Regions from separate parts of the Mus musculus genome. Here regions 1 and 2 are each linked to region 3. Evidence: chromatin contacts called from public Hi-C and promoter capture Hi-C data. All regions are on one chromosome and are shown on one strand. The core of a region is the stretch at or near the end of the contact, and the rest is flanking DNA. Distances in the headings are between cores, read along the strand shown.

Evidence for each region. Promoter capture Hi-C pulls out the DNA fragments that hold promoters and counts their contacts. Hi-C and Micro-C count contacts between places; a contact is called where the count stands out from the background.
Region 1: a contact with region 3 is called in a promoter capture Hi-C map of hippocampal neurons, with 3 times the contacts expected there. The contact joins the enhancer-like site here to the promoter of Slc38a11 in region 3. A contact is called at or near these places in 9 of 39 promoter capture datasets (the 3T3-L1 cell line, the C10 cell line, frontonasal cranial neural crest and 3 more), 1 of 484 Hi-C or Micro-C datasets (the 3T3-L1 cell line) and 3 of 9 other capture datasets (adipose tissue, liver and macrophages).
Region 2: a contact with region 3 is called in a Hi-C map of cortical neurons, with 3 times the contacts expected there. The contact joins the enhancer-like site here to the promoter of Slc38a11 in region 3. A contact is called at or near these places in 2 of 39 promoter capture datasets (pre-B cells and stem cell-derived epiblast-like cells), 1 of 484 Hi-C or Micro-C datasets (cortical neurons), 2 of 115 datasets of contacts at active chromatin or transcription factors (both in embryonic stem cells) and 2 of 9 other capture datasets (adipose tissue and pancreatic islet).

Annotation. Positions count from the first base shown.
Region 1 is chr2:64,963,596-64,967,865 of GRCm38.p6, reverse strand. The region is part of intron 2 of Grb14 (growth factor receptor bound protein 14); the gene reads left to right. Among named protein-coding and RNA genes, the nearest start is that of Grb14, 57 kb to the left of the region's middle. Within about 2 kb of position 2,170, at least 22 of the 459 cell types and tissues checked have an H3K27ac peak or open chromatin away from gene starts, as enhancers often do. A contact at or near this core is called in hippocampal neurons and liver, where this site is marked.
Region 2 is chr2:65,682,928-65,687,506 of GRCm38.p6, reverse strand. It overlaps Scn2a (sodium channel, voltage-gated, type II, alpha), which reads right to left. Exons shown (of 27, transcript NM_001346679.2): 7 at 3,564-3,836; 8 at 660-723. Among named protein-coding and RNA genes, the nearest start is that of Scn2a, 64 kb to the right of the region's middle. Within about 2 kb of position 2,181, at least 10 of the 459 cell types and tissues checked have an H3K27ac peak or open chromatin away from gene starts, as enhancers often do. A contact at or near this core is called in cortical neurons, where this site is marked.
Region 3 is chr2:65,361,782-65,365,988 of GRCm38.p6, reverse strand. It overlaps Slc38a11 (solute carrier family 38, member 11), which reads left to right and starts at 1,963. Exons shown (of 12, transcript NM_177074.2): 1 at 1,963-2,108; 2 at 2,522-2,642. The coding sequence starts at 2,070. It overlaps Mir6337 (microRNA 6337), which reads left to right and starts at 1,589; the gene lies at 1,589-1,693.

The sequences.
Region 1 (4,270 bases), core at 921-3,420, 400 kb after region 3:
GTGATGTCATGAGGAAAAATAATGTATACCAAAGACACTGAATAGAATTGCCCACAGGCTTTGTGTATAAATGAAACGTAAATGAATTCTGTGTTTACAGAGAGATTCTTTCTTTAGGATAGCTCATTGTGTATGCAATATTCCAGAGAGAGAGGGGGGAGGGAAGGAAATCTGATACACTTTCCACTCAAGCACTTCAAACAAGGGGACTCAGATGGAAATTAGTATTATTTGTGTAAGTGTTGTTTTTTGTGAAAACAGGATACTGACCTACTATTAGTATTTCTCAACATTATTGTTTTTCTTTATTCTTCTTAGAGTTTTATCCCTTAGGGTGAAAAGCCACAGTCCCAGGACTTTTCATTATTTTTATCCAGCTCTAACTTGTGGCTTTTGGCAAGATGGAAGACTTTCTGCCATCCTCATAGACCAGTAGAAATCAAAGGAAGAAAAGAAAAAAAAAATCAAAGGAGCTGTGATCTGCTTAGCACTGAGTCCAGACTCTTTTTAATCTTTGTAAGAACCTCCCAAGGCTGCTGGTCAAACCCATTTTGGGCGAGGAAGATTGGTTGGAGAAAGGCCATCCTCAAAGCTCCTGCTAATAAATGGCAGAGTGCAGGGTTGTAGGCTAGGCCTGTCTTCTCAGAAAGAAAACTTTCGTAGAACAATGGGAGCTCACGTGCTGCATGCCCCAGCTGAGGAATACATACCACATGGCCAAGCTCCTCAAAACAGCCTGGGCACACATACTATACATCCCTGCTCTGCACAGCATTCTGGATAGACACTGTGCAGCCTGCTTTATGGAACATCCTGTGTGTGGCCCTGTTCCACAGTGCAGCCTGGGCACAGACTGCATGGCCTGCTCTACAGAACAGCTGTGTTACTTTCTTCTCTTACCTGTATGCTTCACGTGGAACAATTCTCACCTCTTTTGCCAATCTACTTTTACCCGCTGACTTGGCGTTCCTTGCCGTGTCCTCAGCCTTACTTCTAAGTCAGTGACTAAGCTAACCTGAGAATATACTGGGGCTATAAGGATATCTTAGGACCTACTCACCATAGATGATTTTCCTTTAGAATTCACAATATGATTACTATGCAACATACAACACTGAGTGCTGTTAGCTCTTCATACATTTTAAAGTATGAGAAGTTGAAGATTTAGAAGATGTTCTCCTGAAGTTCCCCACCAGTCTGACCCAGATCAGATTCCAGTATTCTCAGCACTGTAGACACCTGGGCTGTAACTCCATGGGAACAGGCACCGAGCCTCACGTTATTTTGTAAACCACAATGCCTGGTCCATGCCTGGCACACAAGGCTGATTAAAAATAGCTGGAGTGATGGCCAGTCTCAGACTCCTGCTCGGGACTGTCTGAAGGGCTGGCTTTCTTGGCGGCGCCCCAGTCGCCTGAGCCAGAATTTAAAAATAATAATCTCTTGTTGGCAAAGAAAGAAGTAGGGCTTTTGGTAATTTCAGATGCTACTTCCCTCTGAAAATGTAAAGATTTCCACCCTGGTAAAGTATTAAAAATGTTCAGCCTTCAGACAGTCCCCCCCCCCAAAAAAAAGACATTAAAATAGTATTTGGTAATCATAACATTTTCAGAAAGTTACTAAAGCCCCATGACCTGTCCTGTGTCTCTGTACTTTGGAAAATATCGACAGGAGTTTCTGAAATTAAATTAACTCTAGCAGCCAAATTAATTTTTGAAGAGAAATTTTGATATCAGTATTCTAAATCACAGGATCTGAGAAATATTTTCTCTTTCTCTAACACACATGTATATTTATGCCTGTATATATGTTCACAGGATATTTTCTCAATGTTAATATAGAAGCAACTAATCTTAAACGTCCAACTGTTCAGAAATTTAAAAAATCTACTTTGATACAAGATTATAAATATATCAAGAAGGAACTTCATGCAATTAACAGTCTTTTGGTTTCTGTCAGTATACATATTTGCTTTTTTGTTTTACATTTATTTATTTACTATCTATGTGTGTTCGGGGTAGTGTGGACATCTTTGAGGAGGTGAGAGAATAACTTGTGGAAGTCAGTTTCCTTCTTCCTCTCTTTGGCACCCACTGTATGTCCCCACAGGATTCATTTAAAGATGCAGCCTTGGCAGCAAGCTGAGCCATTGCCCCAGACAGAAAAATCTATCTGGGGTCTGTATTAGTACCAACTCAGAATAAAGCCTCCCTCTGCTGGCTGTTTCTATAGTTGCATGCTTTGTAACATTCAGAAAACAATGAAAACGCAAGCAACTCTTTGGCATTCAAAAACTAGGTGCTTTGTGACATACATCTCATTTATATATTCTGGTGTGATGCTTAGCTTGCTAATCTTTTAAAAGAACGTGTCATGAAGCAGTCGCAGCTTAAAGAGGCATGGACACTGGACTAGCAGTGGGGGAGGAGTTCAGACAGTGTCTAGGTGGAGCCAATACAGGTTCCATGGTTCTGCCAGGGAGCAGGTGCCTGAACAAGTCACTTCTTCCCTCGCCTTGGCTTTCTTCTTTCTGAGATTAGGACCTTTGTCAATTGTTCAGCCTGAATTCTGCTAACTTTTATTATCTTATTATTCTGACAACATTGTGTGTGTGTGTGTGTGCTTTGAATAGGAATATGCACGCTATGGGTTTCACACAGATACATGGGAACGTTTAAAGGAAACAGAATTACAGCCTGGATATAAATTGGTTGTCCTCTAGAACTGTCACAGTATGGGAATGTTAGGATTTGGAAAGTTATTTTTTTCAGAGGTGTGACTTAAAGTCTATAGAGTAATACGTAAACATCACAGGGAGACTGTACATAGCATATACCATTGGCTGTTTGGCACTATATATCACATGATAATGTCATTCAACACACCTCTCATTAAACTCCAACAGACCTTTAATGGTAAAATTCATTTGAGTTTCTGAGACATTAAATTATGGGGAAAAAATTTTAAAGATCAATGAAGACAAATAGTTCCTAACAGTGCATGCGTGGGTGGATGCTGTTTGTCTCCATAAGAGTGTTGCAGCTGGATGCACCATGTCTGCATCCTTTTGTCTGTCTCCTCATCTCTACACTCTTTCCCCTCCTCCCCTCTCCTTTTGTCCTTCTTTCTCACTGTGTGAACTGATTTGAACTTTTTCACTTACACATGTATAGTGGTTATTCTGAGAATAAATGGTTACTTAAAAACTGAAAGGAGACATCAGGATAACATTGTGCCCAACCTAAGCTTAACCAGTGGTTTTCTGCCTTAAGTGTGGTTAAGTGTTTGTTAGCATCTGAGAAGGTTTGTATCATGTAAAGAGGAGTTAACCCTACATGACTACATGTATCTTAAAACACTGACTATTCAGAGACAGGTCTTGGATGACGTCATTGGGAAATTAGCAAGGGATTTTTGACTTGACTCTGTATAATGTACATTGGATTCAAATGCACAGAAATGTGTGTGTGTGTGCACGTGTGCACATATGTGCATGTGCACATAAGTATGTGGGGGTAGCTTAGAATGGAAGCTTATACCTATGTGTGTCCACATATGCACATGTGCACATATGTATATGGGCATAACTTTGGATGGAAGCCTATATATGAGGCAGATTTGCATATGTGGCAATGTGGAATCTCTTTCCAGGTCAACTTTAGGACATGTCCACTAGTGAGACTATAAGGGGCTACTTTTGTCCAGGAATGCAAACTTATTTGAAACATCCCAAATCTTTTCCTATTGCATTCTGGCCCTAGTATGCAGAACTAGACCCCTGGCTACTCAGGTTCTTGAGTCTTGATTTGTTTGCTTTGACCAGGCACTTTTTTAAATGGGATATTTTCTTTATTTACATTTCAAATGTTATTCCCTTTCCCAGTTTTCCCCGATCCTGGAAACCCTCTATCCCATCCTCCCTCCCCCTGCTTCTATGAGGCTGTTCCTCCACCCACCACCCACTCCTACCGTCAATTCCCCTACACTGGAGCATCTATCAAGCCTTCACAGGACCAAGGACCTCTCCTCCCATTGATACATGACAAGGCCATCCTCACATATGCAGCTGGAGCCGTGTATATTCCTTGGTTGAAGGCTTAGTCCCTGGGAGCTTGGGGGGGTGGTTCTGGTTAGTTGATATTGTTGTTCTTCCTATGGGGTTGCAAACCCCTTCAACTCCTTCAGTCCTTTCTCTAACTCCTCTATTGGGGACCCACCCACCGCTCAGTCCAATGGTTGACTGTAAGCATCTGCTTCTGTATTTGTAAGG
Region 2 (4,579 bases), core at 932-3,431, 320 kb before region 3:
ATTTAGTACTGTGCCAGTATTTGGGGGACTAAAATGCTTGCCTTACCTATCACATGAGTGACGTTTCTTAGTTACAAATATCACCACAGTGTTAAGCATAACTAAAACTTCTCTATTGTAGCCATACATTCACTAACATATTTAATCAGTGGAATTATTACAGTGACAGTTTGTACATGGGAAAAACACAGGGCAAGCCAAATGACTAAGTATGGTAGAGTCAGAATTTGAATGTATGAGGAAACTCCAGTCTATTTTATGTACTTTGCTTTGCTGAAATATGGTAGGCAGATTGTCACCTTGTGTTTCAAGGTGACACGACCTTCATGGATTTTTTTTTTTAAGCCATGGAGATAGGATTAGCTTAAATAAATAATCACACTTTCTGGTCTGTGATTATGAATTCTAATGCATCGACTCTGAGTGTCTATTTTCCAGTGTGCTAATTTAGAAGATTAGATGTGACCTAGTATGGAACAATAATTGCTGCTTCTCTGTGTGTGAAGGAGGTGAGAATCCACACGTATCCTGGCTATTCTGTGAGTCAGCATGAAGGATAATTTTTAGAGGAGTTTGAATGGGGACTGAGTAGGGACCAGGTGTGCAGTATGTGGCAGATTACAGAGGTCGACTGAGTGTCAAACAGAGATACAACTTACCCAGCATCCGAGCTGTTACCACAAAGCAGAGCATCGTTTTGTCCTTCCAAAAAATAAAAGTGACCTATGTAAAGAGCAAAAAATACTCATTAAAAGGTTTTAAATTCGATCATTGGGTTGAGGTAAAGATGCTTATAAATGTGTTTAGCTGTGATAAAAAGTAGATAAAATGATTGAAAGTCATGGCTAAATGGACATCCCCCCCCCCTGCCTCCTTAGGAACTATCAAACAACTATAAATGGTACTTTGCTTAAATAATGTTTAGAAAAATTAATTTAGAAAGAAACTTTTCCAGAAGCAATAATAAGAACAATAATAATAATATTAATAATAAAATAGCATTTTCAGGTCAGTATTTATTACAAACACAAACTCAAACTGCTGAGGGAAGGCTTCAAGAGAAAGCCATGGCATTGAGTCAGCTTGCTTGGCCCAGCATGCGAGCAAGGCAAGGCTTCTTTCTCAGTGCATACTTTTCACCTAGACTCGATATAGATGTAGATTTTTTTCTGCCAATTTTTATTTAATTTCACATGAGAAGTGGGCTTTAGTGTTTGTTTCCCTCCTTATAATATTTGCTTGTTTGTTTGCTTGCTTGTTTGCTTAACTTCTGTCTTTGAAATGAACAAAACACATTTTTTTTTAGCTTGGAAAACTGTAAGCTGTCTAAATACATGCAACTTGTTATTCTTAAGGTATGAAATATATAATTTTAGGGCATTGCAAAAATGCTCTCAGGAACTAAACACACATAAACAAACACACACACAGTCATACTCATACACTCACACACATACCCCTTAAAATTTGCTCTGTTGATACTTAAGAATACATAAGCCCTGCATTCCAGGATTGTATGAATAGATTATGTAGGAAAATCTAGGTCATAATTTTACAAACTATTTTTAGTCCTTTACGTGAAACTGTAAAAGTCGAGATTGTGATGAGTTTAAAGGCATGCCTACTAACACACTACCAAAACCACATGTGGCTGGTGTAGAGGCCAAATGTTTAGATGTTCATTTTACTCCTCTTAATAAGGAGCATTTTAGAAACACAAAAACAGGAAAAAAATGTGCAAACGATACTGATGATTTGGTTGCCTGAAAAATTAGAGGTGTGAGATCCCCAAACAAGCACTAAGATGAAAAATAAGCTGGAAAATAAACCTGCCAAGATAAAAGACAATCGCTAATAAATAGTCAATATGGCTTCCTTCAAAATGTTACTACCTGGTAAAACAAGGAGTAAGAATAGCAACAGATAAGGCATGTGGTAGGAAATGTATAATGTATCACTGATGCCTGAAAACATACTTTAAACTTCTCCAAATTACCAATTAAGGAATATAGAAAAGAAGAGTTAATTTTGTTTTCCTTTACCAAAAAAAGATTTTGAAATGTGATAAATATCTCTATTCATCATATTTCAGTGAGTTGAGCGTGGCTTTGAGGGGAATCTCTGAAGGGGTGTGTGTCCTCTTAGGAGAGCAATTGGACGCTATGTCTCTGCAGTCTGAGCCACAATCAACCCCTCCCACTGAAGCCCTAAAAATAGAAACCCATCTGTAGCCGTACAGAAGCAGAGAAAAGATTTATGAGCAAAAAGCTCTTCATTGTCAATTATATTATTAGTAAGTAGAAAACCTCAAAATTATTGGGGCTGTTAGATTTTTCTCATTTTTTTCCTAATGAGTCTTTTCAAGTAAAACCTTTGTAAGAATGTAAACATTGTAAATTTAGTATCAAGTGAGCTATGACAAAAATCTCATATTCTTCTAAAAAAATGTGCAGAACTTGAAGGTGTCTCAGAGTAAACAACCCCATTGAGTATAGGTGATCAAGAGATAGCGGTAGTTGGCTAATCTTGCAGTACATGGAGAAGGAGCGTTGGTGATCAGGTGACAGAGGTGCTGGCTTCAATAAGCTGAAGAGTAACGTAACAGTAACATATTCTCATATCCGTGTCTCAAGTAAAATCAAATGGTAATGATAACTCTAATACCAAGCCTCATGTGAAGGGATAAACATTACCTTTTCAATAAGCACGCGGATAAATCGTATTTGCTTAGCTTTCTGATCAGTATACAAGTTTATACTCACCTTGGAAAATGTTTTCTCTATTCAGATAGGTCATATGGACTGAGTCAACCAAGGGGGATCAAATCATTTCGTCATATGTAGCCCAGGCTACCCTTGGATACATTCGTACCCGAGGATTACCTTGAACTTCTGGCCTTTTTAATATTTATTTATTTGTTTATTTATTATGTAGATGGCATTCTGTTTGCATGTATGTGTGTAGGCCAGAAGAGGGCATCAGATCTAATTATACATGGTTATGAGCCACCATACAGTGCTGAGAATTGATCTCAGGACCTCTGGAAGAGCAGACAGTGCTCTTAATTTCTGAGTCATGTCTCCAGCCCTACATCTAATTTTTAAAGGCTGGCATTATTGGTGTAATTGCCGTTATACTTGTAACATTGCTGTGTGTGTCTGTTTATGCTGTGCTAGGGGTTGGACTCCATGCTTCAGCTATTTTTCCAGCCTGTCTCCCCATTGTCCTAACAATCCACTGAAGCATAGTGCACTGAATGAGTTTAACCACTGTCTTATTAAGATGTTTGAAAACTTCTGGCCAAGGCCTCCACAATACACACTTTTGATATAGAGGATGATGTGGGATGACTTTTAACTCTGGTTTAGGAATAGATCATGCACGTTGAAATGGCTACTTTCATCATGCCACTTGTTAGATAAAGAAAAAGGAATGAAAATGTATGCTATTCTTAGTCCATGTATGAAGTTATAGTAAATTAGCCTAAAATTTTTTTTCTACCACATTCCATTTTTAATATTTTAAGAACCAAATAACTTAATGCCTACAAGAGTATATCTTACTTTTATCTTCAATATATTCATCCCAGTTAAACATGTTCATTGTCCTATTGAAGGCAGTACCATTCCAATCCAATGAGTTATTAAAGAAGGAAGTGATGTTTATTTCAAAGGTAGAATTGTCTGGGGGCCACTGCAAGCATTTATTCCTCAGGTTGCCCATGAAGAGCTGCAGCCCGATGAGAGCAAAGACACTCAGACAGAACACAGTGAGTATCATGACGTCAGACAGCTTCTTCACCGACTGGATCAGGGCCCCCACGATGGTCTTCAGGCCTACAAATAAAACCAGAGAGAGGAAGTCTTCACTTACAATTCAGCAGAGAACTTATCAACAAAAATATCATGAGCTTGTCCTGAAAAATATAAATGTCATGCAGAATGCCAACAGTATTAGTTTAATGTTTGGGAGATGAATAAAAATTTCACGAAAAGCCTGCTAGCTGGTTGAAATGAATGGAAACTTACATTAGAAAACCAAATGGAAATGAACCGAATGTATTTTCACACATACACACACACCTTAAAGCAAAAGAAATGACTGTGTTACTCATGCTTGACGATCAACCTGATGTAAACAGTTTGCTTTTATTTGCAGATGTCTTACTCTCTAACCCCCATCATGGTTTGGTTTTATTTTTGAAAACTCTGTATCAGTAGAGGAGGACGGAGAAATCTTGCAACCACTGAATTCCAAGGGTATAGCTTTGTCTGCACTTTGAAAACTTGAGAATGGGCCGACACAAGAAAGACATCTGCAAGCTGAGCCCCATGCAGCTCATGCTCCGCCTTGCTTTTCCACTTATCTCCTCTTAAAGAGGTAGCCAGTTTTCGAACTAATTGATCAAATTTGCATTGGCCCAAGTGTCTCACATCTCAGCTTCTATGCCGAAAGCTTGATGCTGGAAGATGCAAACCAGGTAGCCTGTTACTGGAAGTGCCTCATGCAAAACTTGTTAAACTCAAAGGCTGATTTAGAACAGATCGAGAGAAAGCAACCAGTCAAAAGCAAAGAAGCA
Region 3 (4,207 bases), core at 714-3,213:
TACCATGTCTTTATGTCAGTCTATTTCATTTTCTTTATCCTGTTCTCCACTGCCCTTCCCCCCTCCCTCTGGCTATCCATTTTCTTTTCCTCTTCATTTCATGCTTTTTAAAAATGAAAATTTTCTTTTTGAAGAGTTAAGTTTTACAAAAACATTTCAGTTTATAATCCTGATTGTTTGTGGTACCTGTGGTAAAATTAATTGCAAGCTAAACTTAGAATTGATAATCTTAGAACGTCATACCTTTCTTGTTAATGAATACAGGATATCTGTCTACTAATACCTTATTCAGTATCCCTTGATTGTCGTGATTTTCTCTGAAGAGATTAAATACAATTGTGTACTTTGCTGCGCTTATTACTAAAGATTTGTATACTTAGTACTATACTGAATAGCTATTCACTGATAGTATTATATTCTTTCAAATTGTATCTGATTGTTAATTATTGTGGTACAGAAATTCGCATATATTTAAGCTAGTATCATATCTTGTCATCTCTCTGTGTTCTTTTATTAAATCAAATATTTTCTCTAATTCTGTAAGTTGAAAAAAAAAACATTACAGTGTTGAATGTGGTTTACAATATTATAGACCATTAATGCTGTTTGTGTGTGTGTAACTTATGGTTACAAATAAATTCTTACGAATGATAGATGGAAAAATATTGATAATTTCATGAACTGGTTGATTCTAGAGCTGTGAGGATCAAGGAAAGAGAAGTTGGTGGTGTTTCTACTGTAACTCTGAGTGTTCATTTTTACAAACGGAAAAGCAAGGGGCAAATGTTGAAACTTCTTCAATTAATGGTACAGAGTAGTGGAGGATTTTTAAATAGCTCTAGTTTTTTCTAACCTTTTATCTTTCTTTTGCATGCTGTGTAGGTGTGTGTGGATGCCTATTTGTGCATGAGTGATGGCTCCGGAGTGAGGTGGATCCCTGTTTCATTCACTGGGGAAGGCATGTCTCACTTTAACCCAAAGTTTGCCCATCAGCAACCTTAGCTGTCCAGCTTGCCCTGGCAGTCAAGGGGTTTGGAGAACCCAAACTCTGGTCTCCATGCTTTCATGCCAAGGTGCCTGAGAAGTCACCTCCCCACGACCCAGTTTGTTTGTTTTCTTTATATATTAAAACTTTTTTTTCATATTTAAATAGTCACGAAAAATAAATAAATAAATAAATAAAATAAATAAATAAATAATATAAAGAACCTCTCCGTTTCGTTAGCATCTATGGATTATTATTTTCTTGCCCCAGAGGACGTTCTCTGCCCATCTTCCGGTCTGTTTCATCCTGTTTAACACAAAATGACAAATAGAAATTTTCATTTAAGGTTCTTCCTAGCCTAGGTATTCTAGGGACCCTCCCTTTGTTGGCCCCTGCATGTCCCTTTTCCTTTTTAAAGGATCATTACCTGAATCCGCAGTATCAATCTATCGCGCCTTTCTCTTAATTTTTCCTTCTCCGAAATTTCCAGGGCCTCTTTGACTAAGGCATGCACAGCAAACAATCTGGCTAAAGCCCCCAAGTAGTATTTTGCTTTCTGATGATTTCTTTATGAGGCTTCCAAATTCTACTTAATATAAAAGTTCTAACATTTCACAGTCCTTTTCTATCCAAGAAGAGGTGTAGGGGGAGGAACACCCTGTAAACAATGTCACTCTGTGGAGATGAGGGCTGCTGGGTTGCTAGGTTCTTAGCTGGCTTCAGACTCTGGCATAGGAACAGAGAGAGAAGCAAGGGAAAACGCACGCTGTGGGAGGAACAGGTTGTACCTTTGCAGTTTTAGATAGAGAGATCAGTGCGGTGCGCCCTGAGTGAGGGGAGTCTGAGCTACAGGGTTAGAAATGTCCAGCATCCTCACCCGCAGCAGCGAGCAGGGTGCACCCGCCCCGCCCCGTGAAGGCGGAGACCTCTGAGCTGCAGCCTAGTGCCCAGCGTACCCAGGGACCCGCTGCACCGGCTCCTTCCATCTCGCTGGCGAACTTAAGCGGGCAAAACCTGCAGGGGAGTTTGGCCTGGTGGGAGCCTGCTTCCCAGCCTCAGAACCTGCCCTTGCGCAGATGCAGACATGAGCTATCAGCAGCCACAGCTGAGCGGTCCTCTGCAGGTAAAACTGGCAACAAGGGCAAGAGCTCAACATCCTCCTTAAGTTTAATGCTGGGGTCTTGGTTTGGCAAAAAGGGATAGATCTGACTTAATCTGACCTACACCGATTTGGCAAACACTTTTCAATAACACCAATAACCTCTTTAATTTCATAAAACCGTGTGGTTGACTCCTAACAGACTCTGGAGTTGGGTCAAAGCAGTTGGGCAGCCTCAACATGGAGACTTGTGAAGACTTAAGGATAGACTTTAAGTTCTTTTGGATTGCTGGCCATTCTTGTTTTCCCTCCTTATTGATGTATTATTAACACTATAGGCATAACTTGATGTCATTACTATGTTTGAATCCTGCGTTGCTTATTTATCTGACTTTTTTTTCGAACTAGTAAAATCGTTATTTTATCTATTAAAATAGAGAGAGACAGACTCGAGTGACAGAGAAAGCCTGATCTCCGGACATGAACACGGAGGGAAATCTAGTCAGTCTGCCGCTGTTTTCAATGTAGTCAATTCTGTTATAGGATCTGGGATAATAGGTAAGCCACCCGTGTCTGCTTGGTTCTGTTTATGAAGTATAAAGACAAGCTTTTCAAAGTGTTATTATGATGCTAGCATTCAGTAAAACTTCAATGGGGTTTTCTTCCACAAAAGCTTTTATATTTTTTTCCATCATAGTAATGATCTGTCCTCTTTATGCGGAAATTGCACTGTTTCCCCCCCCCCACATCAGACAATAGCATCCTCCAGTTGGGGAGAGGCTACACAGGGGCCGGGGAAAATGGGCTTTTCATAGATTAACTGGTCAGTGGATCATGTCAACTAATGCATTTGTTTCTTCTTTCTGAAGCAGACTGTATTACAAAAACCATCTTAGTGTCAGTGTGAAACTTGCAGATTCCTGCGTATATTATGTGTACAAAAGCTTAATGGGAGACTTTTAAGAATCCTATGAAAATTAAACTAGATAATATCTCCTTGTGCACCTATATGATCTTAAATTTAAAATATGAGCTTATGAAATACTGTTTACATCTAGTTATTAATAGAATTCATTTACAGCAGTGCTTACAATTGGTAAGAATAGCCCCTGTTATCCCAACAAATTAGAAGCAAGGGAAAGCTTCTATAAAAGTAAAAACTTTAAAAGCTATTGCATTCCATTAATAGAAGCAGTATTTTCCAGTGTTTATTATTGTTTTTATAGCTGGAGACATTCCATTTCAGAAAAGGCAAGGAAAACAAGAGCCTATCTATTGCAATACCCACCAAATATGTAGCTGTTTAACTATAAAATTTCCAGATTTTAATTTACTTAAAAGTATGAGTTTATCAAATGGATTGTTTTTATTTTTATTTATTTCTTATTTCATTTTATGTGTGTGTATAGGTGTTTTGACTGCATATATATATACCACAGGTATGCCTGGGGCCCACAGAGGTCAGTAGAGGGTGTCTGATAACCTGGAACAGAAGTTCCAGGATGGATGTGAGTCACCATGTGGGTGCTGGAAAATAGGTATATGGTAAGAGCAACAAGCACTCTTAACTGCTGAGCCATCCCTCCAGCCCTGAGTTAATTTCCTTTTTTTTCTTTTTTTCCACAAGATGCTGTGATTTCTGGCTTCACATTAATCCATATACACATTTTTTTAAAAATGAACAATAACTTGGAGGTTCCTGAGGTAAAGCAGGAGCAAGCAGGGACACATGCTTGTCTAAAACCCTGTCTCCGTGTATCACGGGAGTATGAACCGTTCAACCTGACAGAATTCTAGAATTCCTGATGGGAAAACTTTTCCAGGGTAATCCAGTTTAGCAAAGTCAAAATGTTCCCCTTCACTGCCCTCAGCAGAATTATTTAAAAGAGATTTTTTTTTCTGAAAAAGAAATGTTCTGGGTAGAAGTGCTTAAATTATTTTACTTGGGATATTTTATAGTCTATAATCTAAAATGACCCATATGTGCAAAGCAGTGAAAAATAATGTTATAAACCCCATTGCCCTTGAGAAAAAGTCACTTTGCTTTCCTGTCCCTCCGCATGCTCTCTATTTTCTACATGGTTCCCCCATTTGGGCTCCGGAATCAGTCTTCACTAAGATCC